Linked DNA regions of Rattus norvegicus: region 1 is linked to region 2. Evidence: chromatin contacts called from public Hi-C data. All regions are on one chromosome and are shown on one strand. The core of a region is the stretch at or near the end of the contact, and the rest is flanking DNA. Distances in the headings are between cores, read along the strand shown. Region 1 overlaps Atp1a4 (ATPase Na+/K+ transporting subunit alpha 4). Region 2 holds the start of Pea15 (proliferation and apoptosis adaptor protein 15).

The links. Hi-C and Micro-C count contacts between places; a contact is called where the count stands out from the background.
Region 1: a Hi-C map of the A7r5 cell line shows a contact between it and region 2, with 3 times the contacts expected there. The contact joins the enhancer-like site here to the promoter of Pea15 in region 2. A contact is called at or near these places in 5 of 12 Hi-C or Micro-C datasets (the A7r5 cell line, Schwann cells, hepatocytes and 2 more) and 1 of 1 datasets of contacts at active chromatin or transcription factors (oligodendrocytes).

What each region holds. Positions count from the first base shown.
Region 1 is chr13:87,234,158-87,238,589 of GRCr8, forward strand. Atp1a4 (ATPase Na+/K+ transporting subunit alpha 4) reads right to left here. Exons shown (of 23, transcript NM_022848.3): 10 at 3,998-4,107; 11 at 3,667-3,801. Among named protein-coding and RNA genes, the nearest start is that of Atp1a4, 16 kb to the right of the region's middle. Within about 2 kb of position 2,009, at least 36 of the 93 cell types and tissues checked have an H3K27ac peak or open chromatin away from gene starts, as enhancers often do. A contact at or near this core is called in the A7r5 cell line, Schwann cells and kidney, where this site is marked.
Region 2 is chr13:87,196,697-87,201,355 of GRCr8, forward strand. Pea15 (proliferation and apoptosis adaptor protein 15) reads right to left here and starts at 3,115. Exons shown (of 4, transcript NM_001013231.1): 1 at 3,030-3,115. It also overlaps a transcript of Dcaf8 not described here.

The DNA of each region.
Region 1 (4,432 bases), core at 759-3,258, 36 kb after region 2:
GGGACGGCTCACATGAACTCGAGGACCACTGTTCTAGAGCCAGTATCCATGTTTTATCTGCTTTGAGATCTCAGCTAAGTCCTGCAAGACCTCAGCTCCCATACACTATTCTATAGAAAGTAAAAATACCGTGTCTTGGCTATTTTATTTTTTTTAACGATTTATTGACTTTTAATATGTGCATTGGTGTTTTGCCTACAAGTGTCTGTGTGAGGGCATCAGATCACTCGGATTGCAGACACTCGTGAGCTGTCATTCGAGTGCTGGGAATTGAACCCAGGTCCTCTGGGAAAGCAGCCAGTGTTCTTAACACTGAATCATCTCTCCAGCCCCCTTTATTGTTTTTGTTTGTTGTTTGTTTGTTTTTCTAATGAGAGCTGCCAAGCAAAATCAAAACCCAGGGTTTGACACTGAAGCACGGAAGTCCCGTAGCCATTCTCCTACAGGCAGGAGATGCCACCGAGAGACACTGTCTACGGGCTGGATGTCTGATGACGGAAGGCAAGGTGTGTATGTATGTTCATGAAAAGAATCTGGAGCAAGCAGAGGGAGAAATCAGGCAGCTTGGGTTTGCCGTTTCCTTGGATCTCTGTCTATGAGAAGGCACCCCGTAGAGTTCCTCTTTTTGACTTATAGGAACTGCCTGCTATGGCCCCAGTTGGAGACAGAATCAGCAAACTGAAAGGAACTGAACACAGAGGAGACCAGACTGCATTTCCTGAATGTTGAGTGGGGTGAGCCACTGACGCGTAAAATGTGGTTACAGCGGACTTGTTAAAGAATGATCAGTTATGTCGAACATATGCTCAAGTCGTTAAAGGGAGAAAACGTGGTTTAAGGAGGAAGCTGTAAGATTAACAAAGCTCACTATTTTCAGTGATCAGTGAATATTGGCTGAATGATTTAAAACGGCTCAAGTGAGCACGAGAGCTCCTTACTCTACTAACTTGGTCACAGGGAATAAAAATATTGATACAAGACTACAGACAGAGCTTACAAGATGGTTCAGCAAATAAAGGTGCTTGCAGCCAAATCTGATGACCTGAATTTGCTCTCTGGACTGACAGTGGAAGGAGTGGGCCAGTCTCACAGACTGTCCTCTGGCTGCTGCAGGGAATCCATGACATGCCCTCCCCCCAAAAAAGGGTTTTGGCTGGGCCTGGTGGCACACTATTTTAATTCTAGCACTTAGGAGGCAGGGATAAGTGTATCTCTGTGAGTTCAAGGCCAGCCTGATTTGCATGATGAGATCCAGGCTATGTAGAGAGGCACTGTCTCGAAAATTAAAAAAGAAAAGAAAGAAAGGAAAAAGAAATAGGTGGGGGTTTTGTTGTTGTTTTGGGTTTTTTGTTTGTTTGTTTGTTTGTTTGGCTAGGTTTCACTATGAAGCCCTGGCTGGTCTGGAACTTATTCTGTAGACCAGGCTGGCCTCAAACTTACAGAGAGCCTCATGGCTCTGTCTCCTGTGTTTTGGGATTAAAGGCATATACCTCCACACTTATCCAAACAAATTTTTGTTGTTACTGTTGTTAAGATTACAGAAAGAACAAGGTGGTAGTCGTGCCCGCCTTTAATCCCAGGAAGCAAAGGCAGGTGGTTTCTGAGGTGGTTTGAGGCTAGCCCGGTTTACAGAGACATACAGGGATACACAGTGAGACCCTTGTCTACCACCACCACCCCCTCCAAAGATTTTATAAAGATATAAAGAAGATGGAGGGAGGGAGGGAGGGAGGGAGGGAGGGAGGGAGGGAGAGAGAGAGAGAGAGAGAGAGAGAGAGAGAGAGAGAGAGAGAGATCAGAAATACTCAGACTACAATCTATTTCAGAGATGGTAAGAGACTAACAGGCTAAGTAAGACACATTCCTTTCAAAGACTGGAGTCTCTGCCCTTGGAGCAAGCTAATTATAGTAGTTCACTCAAAGCCTGTCAGAGCTGGGGCCGGCTGGAGCTGAGGCTAGTGGGGCTGGCTTGTCCCACACAGTGAGCCACAGAGACGAGGCCTGCTGCTTGAATGCTATTCAGTAGCTCAGAAGCACTCATATGGTAATTTGGGGGAACATGGTTACTTGTTAGACATTCCAACAATGTCATGAATATGTTTGACTTTTATTTTTAACCACATGGAGGGAAAGGTGCCTAATTCATCTAAAGGCCTCTGCCAAGCCATGGAATTCCTGTCTGGTTAGTGAGGCCACCAAGTGTCAGAAAAAAGTAGGAACAAAGTTTGTAGCTTATCTGCAGATCTGGGAGCTCTATTTTATCACAGTGACTAAGGCAAGTTTAGACCGGAAGTGTGGATCTACTTATCCCTAGTGTTCCATCAGAGTACAAATAACTGGGTTTTTCAAATCCATACAGGCTGTCATTTTGTTTATGCCTGAAGACAGAAAGGCAAAACTGACTTAGGAGTCTTATTTCGTAACCCTGTTTCACACACTCAAAATGTCTGGTCTTCATGGAAATACAAGTACTTGGAGGAGCCGTTGTCTGAGCAAACTGGCCTAGTCGGCCTCCAGCCACAGCCACAGCAAGGCTGTTCTCTACTTTCTACTGAAATCCTCATCCCCCCTTCCCCCATGGACTTTCCTTCCTTGCTTGCTTTTTCTTTTCTTCTTCTTCTTCTTCTTCTTCTTCTTCTTCTTCTTCTTCTTCTTCTTCTTCTTCTTCTTCTTCTTCTTCTTCTTCTTCTTCTCCTCCTCCTCCTCCTCCTCCTCCTCCTCCTCCTCCTCCTCCTCCTCCTCTTCCTCCTTTCTCCTCCCCTTCCTCTTCCTCCCCTTCCTCTTTCCTCTCTTCCTCCTCCTTCCTCTTTTTTCCTCCTCTTCCTCCACCTTCTTCCTTTTTCCTCCTTTTCCTTCTCTTCATCCTCCTCCTCCTCCCCTTTTTTCCTCCACTTCCTCCCCTCTCCTCCTCCTCCTTCTTTTAAAGACAAGATCTCTCACACTACAGGTCAAATTTACCTGAAATTCAGATTAATCCTCCTGCCTCAGCCCTCTCCCAGCTGCCGAGGTTATAGGCATGGCCACCACACATAGCTTCTCTGGATTTCATTGTTTGTATCCCTGGCCATCACTCACCCTCTCCTACCTGCTCCTCCCTAGATAATGAAGCAATGCTTTTGAAAAAATGAAACACAGAAAGCCTGGAAATGAGTTCTAGGACAGCCGGGGCTGCACAGAGAAACCCCGTCTCCAAATAAACAGACGACAACAACAAAAAATAAAAAAGAGGAAAACATGGCACGTGTGCTGTCAACCCCTAACTGTCTCATGATGGCTGCACTAGGGAGGGAAAAGGCTTAATTGATGGCGAAGGAAACAGAGTGCCTTACAGTCACAGCCTAGTGTCTACAGTGGCGAATTTCACAGCAGACACTGGTTTAGACTAACAGCGTCAGCTGCCTCTATCTGTCTTAGCATTTTATGATGTGTTCTCTTTGCAAGCAACATGTGTCAGCATTCTGCTTGGACCCTCTCCCTTTATCACCTAATTCTCCTCTCCTCAGCTTTGTCACTTTCCTTGAGCTGAGCCTTCCTCCTACTTGGGATGCCGGCTCTCCTGAACGAGTGACCTGCTCCAAAGTACAGCTGGAGGCAAAGGCATAGCGCCCCCAACTGGCGAGTCCATTCCCTACACCGTCCTCCTACCCAGCTTTGTCAGTTCTGTACCTGGTACTTGTTGGTAGAATTAAAAGGAATCTCTGCCACCTTGGGGTTTTTCTGTCTCATTTCACTCACAGGGCTGTAAGACTGCTCAATGAATTTGAGGAGGGCTGACTCAGAAGCATCCCCTGTTGTTGTCCGCTGCAAGGAAAAGATCGTACAGTAAGTCTCAGGGGTATACCATCTAGGCATGGGATTTATCTGTGGTCTCAAGCAGAGAGGCAGAACGGGGAGGGAAGGGCGTGTGTAGAAAACCACTGGGAAGCAGACTTTTCTGAAAGGGACAGGTGATACTAGTCACTGAGATGACCGCCCTCTTTCCACTTCGACTTGATACCTTAGTTATGGGAAGAGACTCCTGATGAGGCTTAAAGTCGGCCCGGTTGCAGAGGCCAGCAATTCGAGCCAGGTAAAACCAGGTGTCAGAGGACTTGGGAAATGTTTTCCCTAGGGAAGAAGAAGGGGGAGAGCTGTAAACACACAGAGTTTAAAACAAGGGATTAGACCTTGACAGGGAGGTCAGTCAGGGGATTAGGAGGGTCAAGATCTTTCTCAGCGACATAAGAAGTTGAAGATCCAATAAACTAAGCAGGGGTTATTCAGTTTCTCCTTCGCACCCAAACACTGCACAGAGATAGCGTCTCTTCCCTTTCTTTTTTCTCTTCCCTTTTTGGTTTTCCGAGACTAGGCGTGTGTCACCACCGCCCGGCATGATATTTCTTTCGTAAGACACCTCCTTTCCTTCTGTGCTCCAGCTTTCTCCTGTCTGCCT
Region 2 (4,659 bases), core at 1,865-4,364:
ATGACTTTGAGGTTTTACTAACCAGCTGCTGTCATCCCTGGCTGGTCAGTCTGCTTATGGTGGGGCTCACGATACCATACAGAGATTTAGGATCTGTAAGGGCCTAAGGAGAAGTCTGCCCTCCTGGCTCTAAAAAATGCCCATCTCTGGAGCACTGGGCTGAGGCCATTCTTGGGACAGGATACCAGGGCAGGAACTGAGAACCGGAGCTCAGGCTGCCAGGAAGTTAGTTCCTTCCCATCTCATTCTTCGTTCTGTTCACTGCTTCCTCACACCTACCTCTCCCAAGCTGCCTGGAGGCATAGCCAGAATGCCGGAGAAGGGGCCTTTGAGGCAGATGCGAGCCCTGAGTGTTAGCCTCAGAGCAGCCTAACACAGATAACCACCTGTGGTGGAGGTGGCAGCACCAGAAGAATTCCTGAGCATTTGACACTAATGGTAGTGTCAAATGCTAGTAGATTATCCCCTTTTCCAGAGCATTCGGTTCCAGATAGGAAATGTGAAAAGGAAGCCTGAGGAGTAAATGTTACCCCTTCCTCCACATCTGCACAGCTGCCAAAGGCTGAAGGGGAGGAGCCATGCTACTGCAGCCGCAGACACTAGAAGGTCGATTCCTAGGCACTCACTCCAGTCAGCCAGCCTCGTCTGAAGTTGGGAACTGGAGGAAGTAATCAACGGAAACAGGTGGGAAGGGCGTGAGCAAGGCCGCAGCTATTGTGATTTCAGTGCTACCTGGGCCTCAAGTCCAGAGAGCCAGCGAGTGTTTCTTTCAGTATCTTAACTGGCTTCTTCCCCCAGCCTTTTAATCTAGCTTTGGGTATCTCAGCAGACACTCTTCTTTCTTCCTGTAACAAAGACGAAGTTTTTTACGGTCCCAAGGTCAGCCCGGGAGTAGGGCTCCAAAATGTACATCTAAAATGAAGAACAGGTTGCCCCTGGGAAGGGAAAGGTCATGCCCAAGATGGAGGCAGCCAGAGATAGCTGGCATAGGATTAGACAGGGCAGAGCAGGCTTCGTGGTTGTGAGCAGGGATGGGCCCTGGGTGACTCTCCCCAGACTAGCTAGCTGTTCACATCTTTCCCAGCTTTTCCTTTCCTCGTCTAGTTCCTCTCTCCCCAGTCGTTTTTAGTTTTTCTATCTCAGCTACCCTTTTGGGGTGTGTGTGTCTTTTTTTTGTAATTTTGTCTCCCACCCCCCTCCCACCTTGGAGGACCCAGCCCAGGGCCTTGGGCTTGACAGGCAGGCACTCTACCATTGAGCTAAATTCCCAACCCCCTTTTATTATTCTTTTAATGGGCATTCAGACCTTCCAGTTCTTCTATTCATTCACCCCATTTGGGGGTAGCCATGGATACATTTGAACTTCCTATACCCAGTGTCCCCACCTAAATACCCAGAGCTACCATAGGGAAGGGATGAGCCTCAGAATGGAAAAAGAGAAAGGTTGGTTGGGAGGAACTGAATGTGCATGCTGGGTGGCTACGGATCAGCTCAGCTCACGGAGATGGCCATCGTGACATTGTACATGAAGATATGTGTGTGAGGAACAGTGTGGCTCTGTGCCCTTCTGTATGACAGTGTATGTACACCTGCCGAGCACAGGTGTCACACAAGTAGCAGGCAGCCAGGGATGCTGGCAGCTTAAGGCGTGCTGGCAGTTTCCCCTCTAGAGTGTTTAACCACAAAGGGAAGGGCAATTAACACTAATCGCTCCTACAGCCCGGGGGCCAGACACATAACCTAGAGAAGCAATGTCCAGCCCGGGGGCCAGACACATAACCTAGAGAAGCAATGTCCAGCCCGGGGGCCAGACACATAACCTAGAGAAGCAAGACTCCGATCTTCACAGGTTTCTCCTACCTCCCTGCCTTCACCCTCCCTAACTTGTGATTCTCTTTAGCCTCCTCTCCAGCACTCTTCCTGTTCCCCTGGCCACCTCTTTCCTTTTCTCTGTGGTTCTCTCTTCTCTCACATTCCTCTCATTCTCATCTCCCTCTGACTCGGGTTCCATCCTCAGCTGACTCATTCTTTTCACCCTCTCCCTGGCTTCTACTCCTCCTCCATCCTTTGGCCCTATTGATGTCCAGAATCTAGCCACTCCCAGGTACCGTACACTCTAAACTTTCAGTCAGCAACAAAGGTTACAAGAAGCCCCTCACCCAGGTGAGAGCACGGGCTCACCAGTCCTTGAGGTATTGCCACTAAAACTACAAAATCTAGGTGTGTTTGTGGACAGTGGCCCTTTCCACCCACTACTGAACATCCATTCCTGTTAAGACTGATGTCTTAGAGGTGGTGCTGGTCAAGGAGACTCCACATGGGAGGTAACAAACGGGCTGTGGTGGGTGGGTGGATGCATAGTGCAGGGATGTTGTGATTTGGTTTGTATGAGAGGATGTGTGTAAGTCACATGGGTGTGTGTCACTGTGTGGTTGGCTGTCTTTTTTTTCTTAAAGGTGTGTTTGTGCCCCTGTCGGTTTTGACACGGATTATTTTAAAAATTAACTAGGGTCTTTATATTGGCTACATCATGCCTACATCATGCCCCCCAGCTCCTTTCCTACAGGCAAGCTTCCACCAATCCCACTTTCCTCCGACGCAGTAAGCTGGGCGTGAGAGTACCCGAACCAGTTGCCCGCCAGTTGCCAGCTGCCGGAGGAACTGAGGCAGGGCTGAGTTGAGCCTGGACGCCTGCAGAGGCGAGTCCGAAGCTAAAGCGAGGAGGGAGGGGCGGGAGCTGGCCTGGCTTGGCCGGCTGGGCGGGAAGCAGGCTACATCCTAATCCTCAGGCCCCATCGGACTCCCAAACTGCTGTTCAGCACGGAATGGGCGGATGAAGCCACGCTGCCTGTAGCACACCCGTCTCTGGAATCATCGACAGAGACGGACCCCACAGGGCCTGACACCGTGGACCTGTCTGAATTCTCAAGCTCCCCTATTTGTCCCCTGCGTCCGGGATCGTGACCCTCCAAACCCAGACCCCCAAACTACCTCCTCCCCACGACACGTCTCCCCTCTCCCCCTCTCACCGCCTCCGGAGCTGAGAGCTCAGGGTGCGGGCACTCCCGGATCCCCGGTTCCTAAGCAGCGTCTGGAGCCTGCTCCTTGGCTCCGGCCACCGCTGCCGCCGATCCTGCCGCCGCCGCCTCTTCCGCCCGTGGAGCAGAGCCTGAGCCCAGCACCGCCTCACCCCACCCGACTGGCCGGTGATGTCAGAGCCGGGGAGGGGCGGGGGGCGGGGAGCGGTGAGGAAAGGGGGAGGGGAGGCAGGAGGGGACAGGGACTGGGGACTGGGGTTCTGGAAGGCTCCTAGGATGGGGACAGGACTGGGATGGTATGGACTCTGCCTCTTCCCCTTCAACTGTGGGAAGATTTTTTTTTTCCTAGTGGGTCACTTTCCTGCCCTCTGACCTCTGGATGACCACGATGGCCAGGACCCCCAGAAGGCAAATCAATTTGGATTGGGGGATTTGGAAGGCCTGTGGCCTCTGGGGTTCTCTTAGCTACTTTGCTTTAGTATTTAGAAAAACCTCCTTCCTAGCCTTATAGATCAGAGAGAGAATCAGTAGGAAACGATCAAGTTTATCCACGCTCCGATAGAAATGGGACAGGGGCAGGCACAGGCAGCAACAGGGGAATCGCTTTTACTTGGCCCGGAGCCATGATCTCTTCTATATAACAGCAGCTGGACCCCTGTGCTCCTCCTGCCTTTCCCAAATATACCCCCCCCCCCCGCACACACACACCGACACCCCCACACCCCCACACACTATGATGTAATTTTATTTTCTGGGGAAAAAAGCCATGAGCTCAGCATGCAAATATAGACAACAAAGCCACACTTAGCTGTCTCCTAGCTCTGTCCTTCTGCCTAGGCCAGTGTGATAATTCTCACTTCCCCTACACCTCAGGGACTTTCCTCCCCCAGATTCTCAGCCAGGCTGAAAGAGGGAAGGGAGACCTGGAGAAGCATAAGGGGTTTCAGCTCAGCTCTGGAAGTGTCTGACCCTGAGAGGGTCTTCAGTGTTTGCACCACCAGGAGCACCCCATCTTGCCTTCAGTTCCAGCTGACCAGAGACCCCTCTTCTCATTCTCAGATGAGCCCTTTCTCTCTCGGAGCCACACTTCTGGGAGAAGCAGGTCCTGGTCCTGCACCTTAGGTTTCCTGTACAGCACTTCTCTTTGCTAATCTCCCCCGGCGTGGCTGCCCATTGCCCCTTTGAAAATAACGAACATAACCCTCAGAATTTGCTTTTGCTTCTTATTCGCTCTGTGCTGTAATCTATCTGGCTGACCCATCTTTGAGACCCAGAGTGATGGCACACTTGTGCACAGACATGTACTGTATAAATGAAATCAGGCAGAGCAAGACACAGAGAATGTGGACTTTATACTTACTCTGTTTCCTTAGACAGTTTAAGTCCATAAAGTTAAGGCTACCAATGCTGTCTTCATAGGGTTCTTCTGAGAATCAGGAATAAAAAGCTTTTAGGGATTGGTACCAGATGGGTGCAAAAAAGAAAGTCAAAGTCACTTAAGTTTAGTATTTTTTGCTGATCTATATGAAGCAAACCCCATAATATTTTTATGATGTAACCTAATACCCAATTACCTATTAGTTATCCAGTACATGTGAATAGGCTGATTAAACATTTGGTT